3 separate regions of the Mus musculus genome follow, and all the other regions are linked to region 1. A link is a contact called in public HiChIP or PLAC-seq data. All regions are on one chromosome and are shown on one strand. Each heading gives the region's core, a stretch centred on a gene start, on an enhancer-like site or on the middle of the called end of the contact. The rest is flanking DNA. Distances are from core to core; before and after follow the strand shown.

The links. HiChIP or PLAC-seq counts read pairs in DNA pulled down with a chosen protein or histone mark.
Region 2: a contact with region 1 is called in an H3K27ac HiChIP or PLAC-seq map of microglia, with 3 times the contacts expected there. The contact joins two enhancer-like sites. A contact is called at or near these places in 3 of 484 Hi-C or Micro-C datasets (the N1E-115 cell line, bone marrow-derived macrophages and nephron progenitors) and 9 of 115 datasets of contacts at active chromatin or transcription factors (Th17 cells, cardiomyocytes, embryonic stem cells and 5 more).
Region 3: a contact with region 1 is called in an HNF4G HiChIP or PLAC-seq map of pancreatic cancer cells. The contact joins two enhancer-like sites. A contact is called at or near these places in 4 of 484 Hi-C or Micro-C datasets (the G1E-ER4 cell line, the N1E-115 cell line, embryonic fibroblasts and 1 more) and 2 of 115 datasets of contacts at active chromatin or transcription factors (embryonic stem cells and pancreatic cancer cells).

Annotation. Positions count from the first base shown.
Region 1 is chr5:148,706,839-148,709,538 of GRCm38.p6, reverse strand. No RefSeq gene overlaps it. Among named protein-coding and RNA genes, the nearest start is that of 2210417A02Rik, 34 kb to the left of the region's middle. Within about 2 kb of position 1,263, at least 163 of the 459 cell types and tissues checked have an H3K27ac peak or open chromatin away from gene starts, as enhancers often do. A contact at or near this core is called in bone marrow-derived macrophages, microglia and pancreatic cancer cells, where this site is marked.
Region 2 is chr5:148,508,024-148,510,834 of GRCm38.p6, reverse strand. It overlaps Ubl3 (ubiquitin-like 3), which reads left to right. Exons shown (of 5, transcript NM_011908.2): 3 at 1,480-1,566. Among named protein-coding and RNA genes, the nearest start is that of Ubl3, 43 kb to the left of the region's middle. Within about 2 kb of position 1,429, at least 116 of the 459 cell types and tissues checked have an H3K27ac peak or open chromatin away from gene starts, as enhancers often do. A contact at or near this core is called in bone marrow-derived macrophages and microglia, where this site is marked.
Region 3 is chr5:148,463,088-148,465,837 of GRCm38.p6, reverse strand. No RefSeq gene overlaps it. Among named protein-coding and RNA genes, the nearest start is that of Slc7a1, 65 kb to the right of the region's middle. Within about 2 kb of position 1,272, at least 23 of the 459 cell types and tissues checked have an H3K27ac peak or open chromatin away from gene starts, as enhancers often do. A contact at or near this core is called in pancreatic cancer cells, where this site is marked.

The sequences.
Region 1 (2,700 bases), core at 14-2,513:
CATGTCACAGTGGGTTCACCCTGGTCACATGGAAGGACACCGGACTTTCTGACCAGGGTCATCTAAGTATCTGGGAGAAAGACAGGGGTTTAACCTTCCCTAAACTACTGAATGCCACTGTAATAATTGGTTGCCAGGGCACTGGAAACCTTCGGGATGGGTGGCTCCACGGAGCCTGCATCTGCTGGCTGCCCTTCTGTCGGATGCAGGAGGCGGACGTGGGGGAACCAGCTCTCTGTGGCTGCAGATCTGCACCCTGCCTTTCCTCCCCAGCTGCCAGTTTGAAGGGCATGTGGGCTGTGTGATCCCTTTGTTCCTTTGAAAGAGAAGAGAAATGTGCTCGGTGTAAAAATAGGGTTTAAAAGGCTTTAAAAACCAATCATGCCACATCAGGACGGGTGACAGAGGAGAGTGCTTCCTGTGGTGGCACCTGCAGAGACCCCTCCCCCACCCCAGGTATCTCTGCCCCGCCCTGCTTCTCCTCTGCACCTCGGATTGGGTGCTCCTGGGATTCCATCTACTGGAGCCACTTGCTTTTAGGGTTTAAAGAGAGTCAATTCACTCACTGGGGGCAGGAGACAAAGCTGGGCTTGGGGCTGGGGCTTCTCAGTCCTCTCTCTGGTCCCCTTATTTTTACTTAAGAGCGGCAGGCTTTTCCATTAAAGTTCCCAGATCTTCCTCCACAAGCCCTTTCTATATTTTTAGCACCACAGTCCCTCTTATCTGGATGTGGTAACCCCTTAAAGTCTTTGAGGGCCATCCAAAAAACATCCAGGGTATCTTGTTAAAGGACGAAGCGTCAAGAGCGACGTGCCTTTTACATACTGGACCTCACATCACCTTTTGCTAGTTTTAAGGACTTTATTTACTCTTTAAGGGCAAGAATCGGGCCCTAGGTCAGCTAAAGATGCACTCCATTAAAGATGCACAATTAATTCCGTGGCACTCTGTAGGGATCTCTGCACACGACCCTCCAGCATGGCTCCTTCCTTGCTGTGACAGCCTCAGTCAGGGGCTGAGGCTTGTAGCTCAGTCTGTAATCAGTTGTTCTTCACTGCTGGCCTTGAGGGGAAAAAAAGTCATTTGCTGTGCCCCGAAGGGAGTCTTTAGTGTAATTCCACATTCCTGGCTGGTACCCAGGGCCCCACACTAGCTGTCAGTCCCACCTAGCTCCCTCCTCACCATCCCCGTGTTACACCAGGGCCCCACTCAGGGCTTTGGCATCAGACCTTCATCCGAGCTTTCAATCTCAGCTCTGCCAGTGACTCTGGGTAAGCAATTAATGAGTCACTTTCCTCTGGAAAGTGGAGTTAGTGGCACTTCCTTTATTTGTACAGAGAAGGCTTTTGAGCATATGTGAGACTGTTCGGTGACTTGGAACAAGAGCTCTTCCCTTCTGAGCTCTCCTCTGTGATTTGTCAGAAAAATTACCATAACCAGCCCACAGTGCTGGGTGAGTGGTCTGACAGCTGTCTCCCTGGTGCAGCCCTCTGAGTAGCGCTAGTGAGGACCCTATGCTGACTGCAAAGATAGCCCACCCCCCACCCTACCCCCATAGCCCCCCTTTCCAGACACCCACCTCCATTACTCCCATCAGTCCCTGGGACTCCTGGGATGGCAGGGAGGCTAGGAACCACCCCACCCCACCCCACCCCCTTTGCCAGATCCTCTACCTTAAGAAAACATTACTGGGGTCCAGAGAGATGGCTCAGCAGTTAAGAGCACTCACTGCTCTCACAGAGGGTCTGAGTTCAGTTCCCAGTACTTGTATTAGATAACTCACAACCAACCATCTGTGATCCCCCCTACAAGGGATCCAACACCCTCTCCTGGCCTCTGTGGTCATACGTGTGTGAGCGTGCACACACACACTTTAAAATTTTTTACTTCACAAGAGATAAAAGCTGTCCACACACTTCAACTTTTCCTAGAGATCCGCTGAGCTCAGCTAAACCTCGCAGTTCTTAGGAAGTGGTGGAGCCAGTTCCACACAGGGACCCCAGCCAGCCAGCTTCCATCTACTCTATCTGTGCTCTTGACAGAGTGGCTCTGCCTTTGAGGATCCAGCTTCCTTATACAGAGATCCTAAATCGGGGTATTGACGCTCGCTCGTTTCTCTTGCCCACACATAGCATCAGCTTTAATGGCGTGTTTTCCGAAGACGCTGCGAGAAAGCCAGGGGCAGCTCCTGCTGTTGCCCTGCTGCCACCAGAACATCATCATGGTACACAGATGCTCTGAGGGTCTTGTCAGAAGAAGCCTGTATCCTAGGAATAATTAAATTTTGCTGCAGAGGAATGAACGGGTTGTGTGTCCTTCATTCCGCTATTCGGTCATTGACACTAAGATTCGCCCTGTGCCTTGCAACGGGATTGTGGAGGAGACAGGAGCCCACAGGCTGATAATGCACATGGGATCCAGAAGAAGCAGACGGAAAGACTCTGTGTTCAGGGGGTGTCGGGGAAGCAGGACACGTTTACAAGAATGCCGTTCTCTTTCACCTCGGCCTTCTTGCTGTCTGGGTTTATGTTTAGTCTCCACAGCAGCCTGACTGTCTAGGGCAGACTCACAGCATATCTGATGTTTCCGTCAACAGCTGATGATCCGTGTGATCTCCATCCTATAAGGTTTAAGGGATTCTGGGAAATTCCTGGTGTGATGCCACAGACATCATAAGGTCACAAGACGGTGTGTGTTAAT
Region 2 (2,811 bases), core at 180-2,679, 200 kb after region 1:
GCTCCCGCCTGTTCTGGAAATTGATCACATCAGCTAGATGTTACTCGCTTTGAAAAGTCCTTCTTTAAGTCCCTCTTTCCTGAGTTTGCCAGATCTACTCAGCATATACTAGAGTGCATAAAAGGGCTCCTTTTATACAAAGTACTTAAATTAATATTCTAGGTCTAAACCACTATAATATCTTGCACTAAAAGCCAGTAAATGTATTTGTTGGATCTTGTAAGAAAAAAATAGTAAATTCTGGAGCAGTAGAAGAAAAGTCTTTGGGTGCCCTGCCCTGAGGAAGGAGCAGGCTGGCAGGTGGACTCCTTGGCTGTCTGGTCTGCTAATCACATCAGTGACACCAGAGTCCTCCTAAGCCGTGTTCTGTACATGTCCCTCTGGGGCCTAGAGAGGAGAAGGGCACATCTCATGAGGCCGTGAAAGATAATGGAAAGGCATGGCTTCACTATGCTTTATCAGGCCTTAAATCCCCCTTAGAGTCCTAACCTCTCTTCTATATGGATTAAAGTTACTGTCACTTGTGTTTATAGCAAAGGAATGTTTGGCCAGACATATTCTATAAATTATATAAATGATGGTTTTAAGGGCAGTGCATGCAAAGTAATTTTTGCTGAAGCAGAGTAGCTCCCCTGATCTTTATCTAGGAAAGAGTACAGTAAGACTCCCCGGGAAGGGACAGGCCTGGGGAGTTCCTCTCTCACTTGAGTTCCTGAGACCGGATAAATCAGGTGCATGCACATACATTGTTTTGAACACTCAACGAAACAGAACCAACCAAGGACAGGCTTTCTTCTCTTCTCTTCCATCACTCAGTCTTCTGGACTACTTTGTCTGTCGTCTCCTACTGAGAGTAGGAGCTACTAGAATGGTGAGCAGGAAGTCTTCAGATCACACTGAACCCAGAGCTTCCGTTGTTGCAGCAAGAAGCTGATGGGAGCTACCAAGGAAAGCGCCCTCTGTCCAAACAGCAGTCTCTGTTCTCAGACGGGGCTTCTGCAGGAGCTGCTGTGCTGCCCATACTCCAGCTGGTAGCCGTGTGCCTCAAATGCCATGAAATGTTTGCCAGTTGGCCTCTGAAAAACAGCACAGCAATGTAGCCCAGGCACCTAAGGAAGTCTTTGAGGAACTTGTTGCTACCCTTGAGCACACATTTGAACAGTACAAGCACTGGAACATTATAGTGTCCATTAATTACTGATAATGGAAATTGATTTTCAAATGGTAGATTCCCTTTACCAAGGCTAGACTTCTGGCTCGGTGTTTTCCTTAACTTCAGCCTGCAGCTTGGCACTCTCTGATCTCTTGAGGGACAAACAGTCTTCTGCAGCTCTTTGTTGCTACTTGAGGAAGGTGGAAGGAGCCAGGGCTGCAGTGCTTGGGTGGGGACTCTGGGCCACACCCTTCCTGGTAGCCTCTACAGAGTGTACAGAAGTGCTGTTGTGTGGGCCCGAGCCTAACCAGTTCTCCTTTTTTCAGACTGGGAAGAAGAGCAGGTCAGCAGCCCAAACATTCTTCGACTCATTTATCAAGGCAGATTTCTACATGGAAACGTCACCCTAGGAGGTAATTAATGTCCTTTGCCAGCATTATTCCTCTGTTTATTTTAAATGACAGTGGTTTCTAAAAAAAGGTGACTTGAGACCCTGAGGTCCCCAGCTCTGGGTGTGCTTCTCCCTGGAGACGGCTCCGCCTGCCAGGTTACAGATGGGTTCCCTGCGCTGCTGGGTGGTATGGTGGGTGTGCTACTTTTACATCAAAATCCATCCCACAGACTTGGCACGTTTATGACTGCAGGTTTTCATTTGTAAAAAGAGGGCTTTTTCAGTGGACTCAGTAAGTGCTCATTGTGTGGGGACCAAGTAAATACTGCTGTGGACACGCCATCGTGCTTCAGTCTGGTCGTCTAATGGTGAGGTCTGCAGTCTGTTCTTCCCTGGGTAGGTAGGTCGGTTACTGTGTAGTCACTGAGCAGTTCATGTGTCAGCACCAATAAACTTGAGTAGGCGGATTGAATGTGACCAGATCCTCCTTCAGGTTGCTCTGGGCTTGCATGGGACAACAGAGTCCACTATGGAAAGACTTGTGGGTTAGAGCTGGTGACCTCAGTGACCAGCAGTGTGGTCCTAGTGGGCTGCTGCAGAGCCTGGGCTCACATGGAGCTGGTTTGTTTCAGTGTTATGTTTGCTCTGAAAACTGCTGTAGTTTGTAGAAATACAAGAAATAATTGCCACTTAAAGGTAGAATTTGTTTGTAGTTTTGCCTAATTAGACCAACCCTCTGTCACTGTGAGGAGAGTTGACTGTTAGCCCCTGGCTGGTTTGTGCATATATTAATCATGGGGCCATTTTTTTTAATGGTTCAAACAAGATCTTGAATTAAAATTAATAAAGAAAAGAAGAAACCAAGCTAATAAGTGTTGGCTGGGTTTCCTCTCTTGACTCTGAGAGTGAGTCTGCTGCCCCTTGGAACACCGGTCTGTTGAGCAATTCCCACCAGCCCCTCGGTTTCAGTGTCAGGTTAAAGGTCACAGAATCTTTGTTAAGATCAAGATGCTTCATTCTCATTAAAATTTTAGAATAATCAGTAAAATGACTCATCTCTAGACAATTGTGTAGCTGCCAGTCTCTTTTGGAAGTAAATTAAAGGACTTCCAGCTCTCATGACTCAGACAGGTAGTGTGGGGGCCAGTGGCCCTTGCTTGGCCAGTGCTGCTGGATGCTAGGTTAGGCTACCCTGCTAACATTCCGCTGTCTGCCTTCTGGACTGCAGGTTTCCTTTTTGGTTAGGAGTGTTTCGGAGGCAGCATAC
Region 3 (2,750 bases), core at 23-2,522, 240 kb after region 1:
GCCAGTTTCTGCCTTTGTATCCATCTTGGTGGCTCCGGAGCCTGCTTGGCTTGTGCCTCTGTCTGCATGTCTATGTCCCACTGAAGACCTCTGGGGACAGAAAATGGTACAATTGCACCTTTCTCCACGATCCTGGCTTTGCTGATACCCCTACCAAACCCTTTCCATGGAGACTCTATCACCAAGGCCTTAGTGAATAAGCCCCTGCTCTCTGTGGCTCCAACATCACCAACACACTGGACCAGCCAAGTGTCATTGACCTCTGACTCTCTCCACTTCCTTTTTTTTTTTTTTTTTTTTTTTTTTTTCGAGACAGGGTTTCTCTTTATAGCCCTGGCTGTCCTGGAACTCACTTTGTAGACCAGGCTGGCCTCGAACTCAGAAATCCGCCTGCCTCTGCCTCCCGAGTGCTGCGATTAAAGGCGTGCGCCACCACGCCTGGCTATCCACTTCCTTTTTAGGTAAACAACATTTCATGGTTCCCTCCAAGATACACAGTTCTGGGCCCAGTGCCTAAGTGGTTTTGTGTGGTGGACGGATGAGGTCCTGAGTGAGAGAATATTGACTGGAGCCCAGCCATGTCAAGGACTCCAGTGCCTCAGACCCCTGGGGGTGACTAGGTCTTCTCCTGGTCCAGTACAGATGTGGACAGCATGCACCATACACATCAACCGCAGCTTCTTTCTCCAGAATGACTGCAGCCTGAGGCTGCTCCCTACAGAGACCTCCTACAGAGATTAGCTAACCTGCTCCTCAGGATATATAAGGAACATACTGGGTTTCCTGGCCATTGGTACAGCTCTGTTAGTGCCCAGCACCCACCCGATCTCAGTGTGGCTTCGTTCCCTGTCACCCCTATAAGGGCGATCCGAAAGCCTTGCATGTTGTAGCAGTCCTGGGCAGGTTCTTCACTCTCCAGTGGTCTGTACTCTCTCCTTAGAGAACTAGGGAAGACAACACTGGTTTATATGAGAAACATGTTGTATACCCTCAGCATGTGCCAATCACTGCCACCCACCTCTTCCCAGGCCAAAGGAGCGGTTGTCATAGAGGTGTGTGCTGGGTGGCTCCCATGGCGCTGACAATCTGGCCAGCACATGCACCACACAGCAGTGTTTACTTTCCAGTGTCAGCCTGGGAGTTCGCGTGTGTAAGATTTATTTGTGTTCCTTTATACTGTAGCTCTGACATTTGGGTCTTGGGGTATTATTAGCAAAGAACACGATTTCCTCATTCCATCTGAATCATGAAGGAAGCATTTCTCTGGGTCTGTCCCTACTAGGCTCTGCTGATCCCGTAGATTTGACTAGTCACGGAAATAAAACTATCTACCCAACATCAGCCCAGGACGAGAAATCTTTTTCAGAGAGCATTTTTTTTTTCTCAGTGGAAAATTTCAGAGGAATCCGTCTGTGCTGCAGGGTGCTCACACCATCTCCCCCCACTGAGGTCACACCTCCCCATGCCCAGGCACGGTCCCCCTGTGGTTTAGGCCCCACTCTGTGCAATTACAATGCTTATCTTTATGGTCCGAGCATGTGTTGTATTCATGCTCTGGGCCCATGATTCCCAACTCTCCTGCAAGCCCATTCAGGACCAAACTTTCATCCTTTTTGCATCCCTAGAATTTAGTATCTGGAACTATTTGTGACTGAGTTTCTATGTGGAGACAGGCACAGCGTATTTACTCAGCGTATGACCCAGCTGCTGGCTTGTCATGTGACTTCTAGGAAACCATGCAAGCTTATTCTGCCAACTCTAGGATGAGGTGAGTAAGCTTCGCCTCCCAAAGAAAGCCATTGCACGGTAGATGTAGATGTGAGCCCTCTGAGATGTACAAACTCACTGATGAATTCTTTCCAAACTGAGCAGTCTGCATGCATTCACACTATAGGAATAGCCTGAATGCAAAACAAGCCAGAAATAGCCCGAATGGGAAGCTGGTTAAATAAGCTGTGCTGTATCTATACAGCAAAGAGGGGGAACGAACTATGGATATCCATACAACATGGGTGGAAATCCAACTGCTGAGTAAAAAACTGTTCTTGAAAGATAGCACTGAGACAATGTGGATGCAGGAAAGGTAACACTAGCGAGGAGTTTCTGGGGATTCCTGAAAAGGTGGGATGCTAAAAGACAGTGGGAGGGATCCTGGATGCCGGGATACTAACTGTACAATGAATGATAATATCTGGTTGTGGATGGCAATATATGGGTTATCGATAGCAATATCCCAGGCATTGTGACATTGATCCCTCGGTATTATTTCTTGCAGATGGAGAAATTGTTTTTTTAAGCTTTTTTTAAAAATAGGTTTATTTATTATTATGTCTAAGTACACTGTATCTGTCTTCAGATGTACCAGAAGAGGGCATCAGATCTCATTACGGATGGTTGTGAGCCACCATGTGGTTGCTGGGATTTGAACTCAGGTCCTTTGGAAGAACAGTCAGTGCTCTTAACTGCTGAGCCATCTCTCCAGCCCCAGATTGCAAATTTGTACAAGTCTCAGAACTGAAACTTTAATTCAAAGACACACAGAGGAGTTATCTGGTCAGAGCAGAAGTTATAAATCACCAATTTAAGCTTACTGATTCCCCGATCATACCAGCTCATCGATCTGCTTTAGTTTAGTTGCTTTTATATGTCACAGTTCTCATCTATGACTGAATTGGACACTGGGAATCTCAAGACCACAAAATGGGAGGTCAAAGAACTGAGGTTTGGATTCCTGAAGCACAATCTACTCC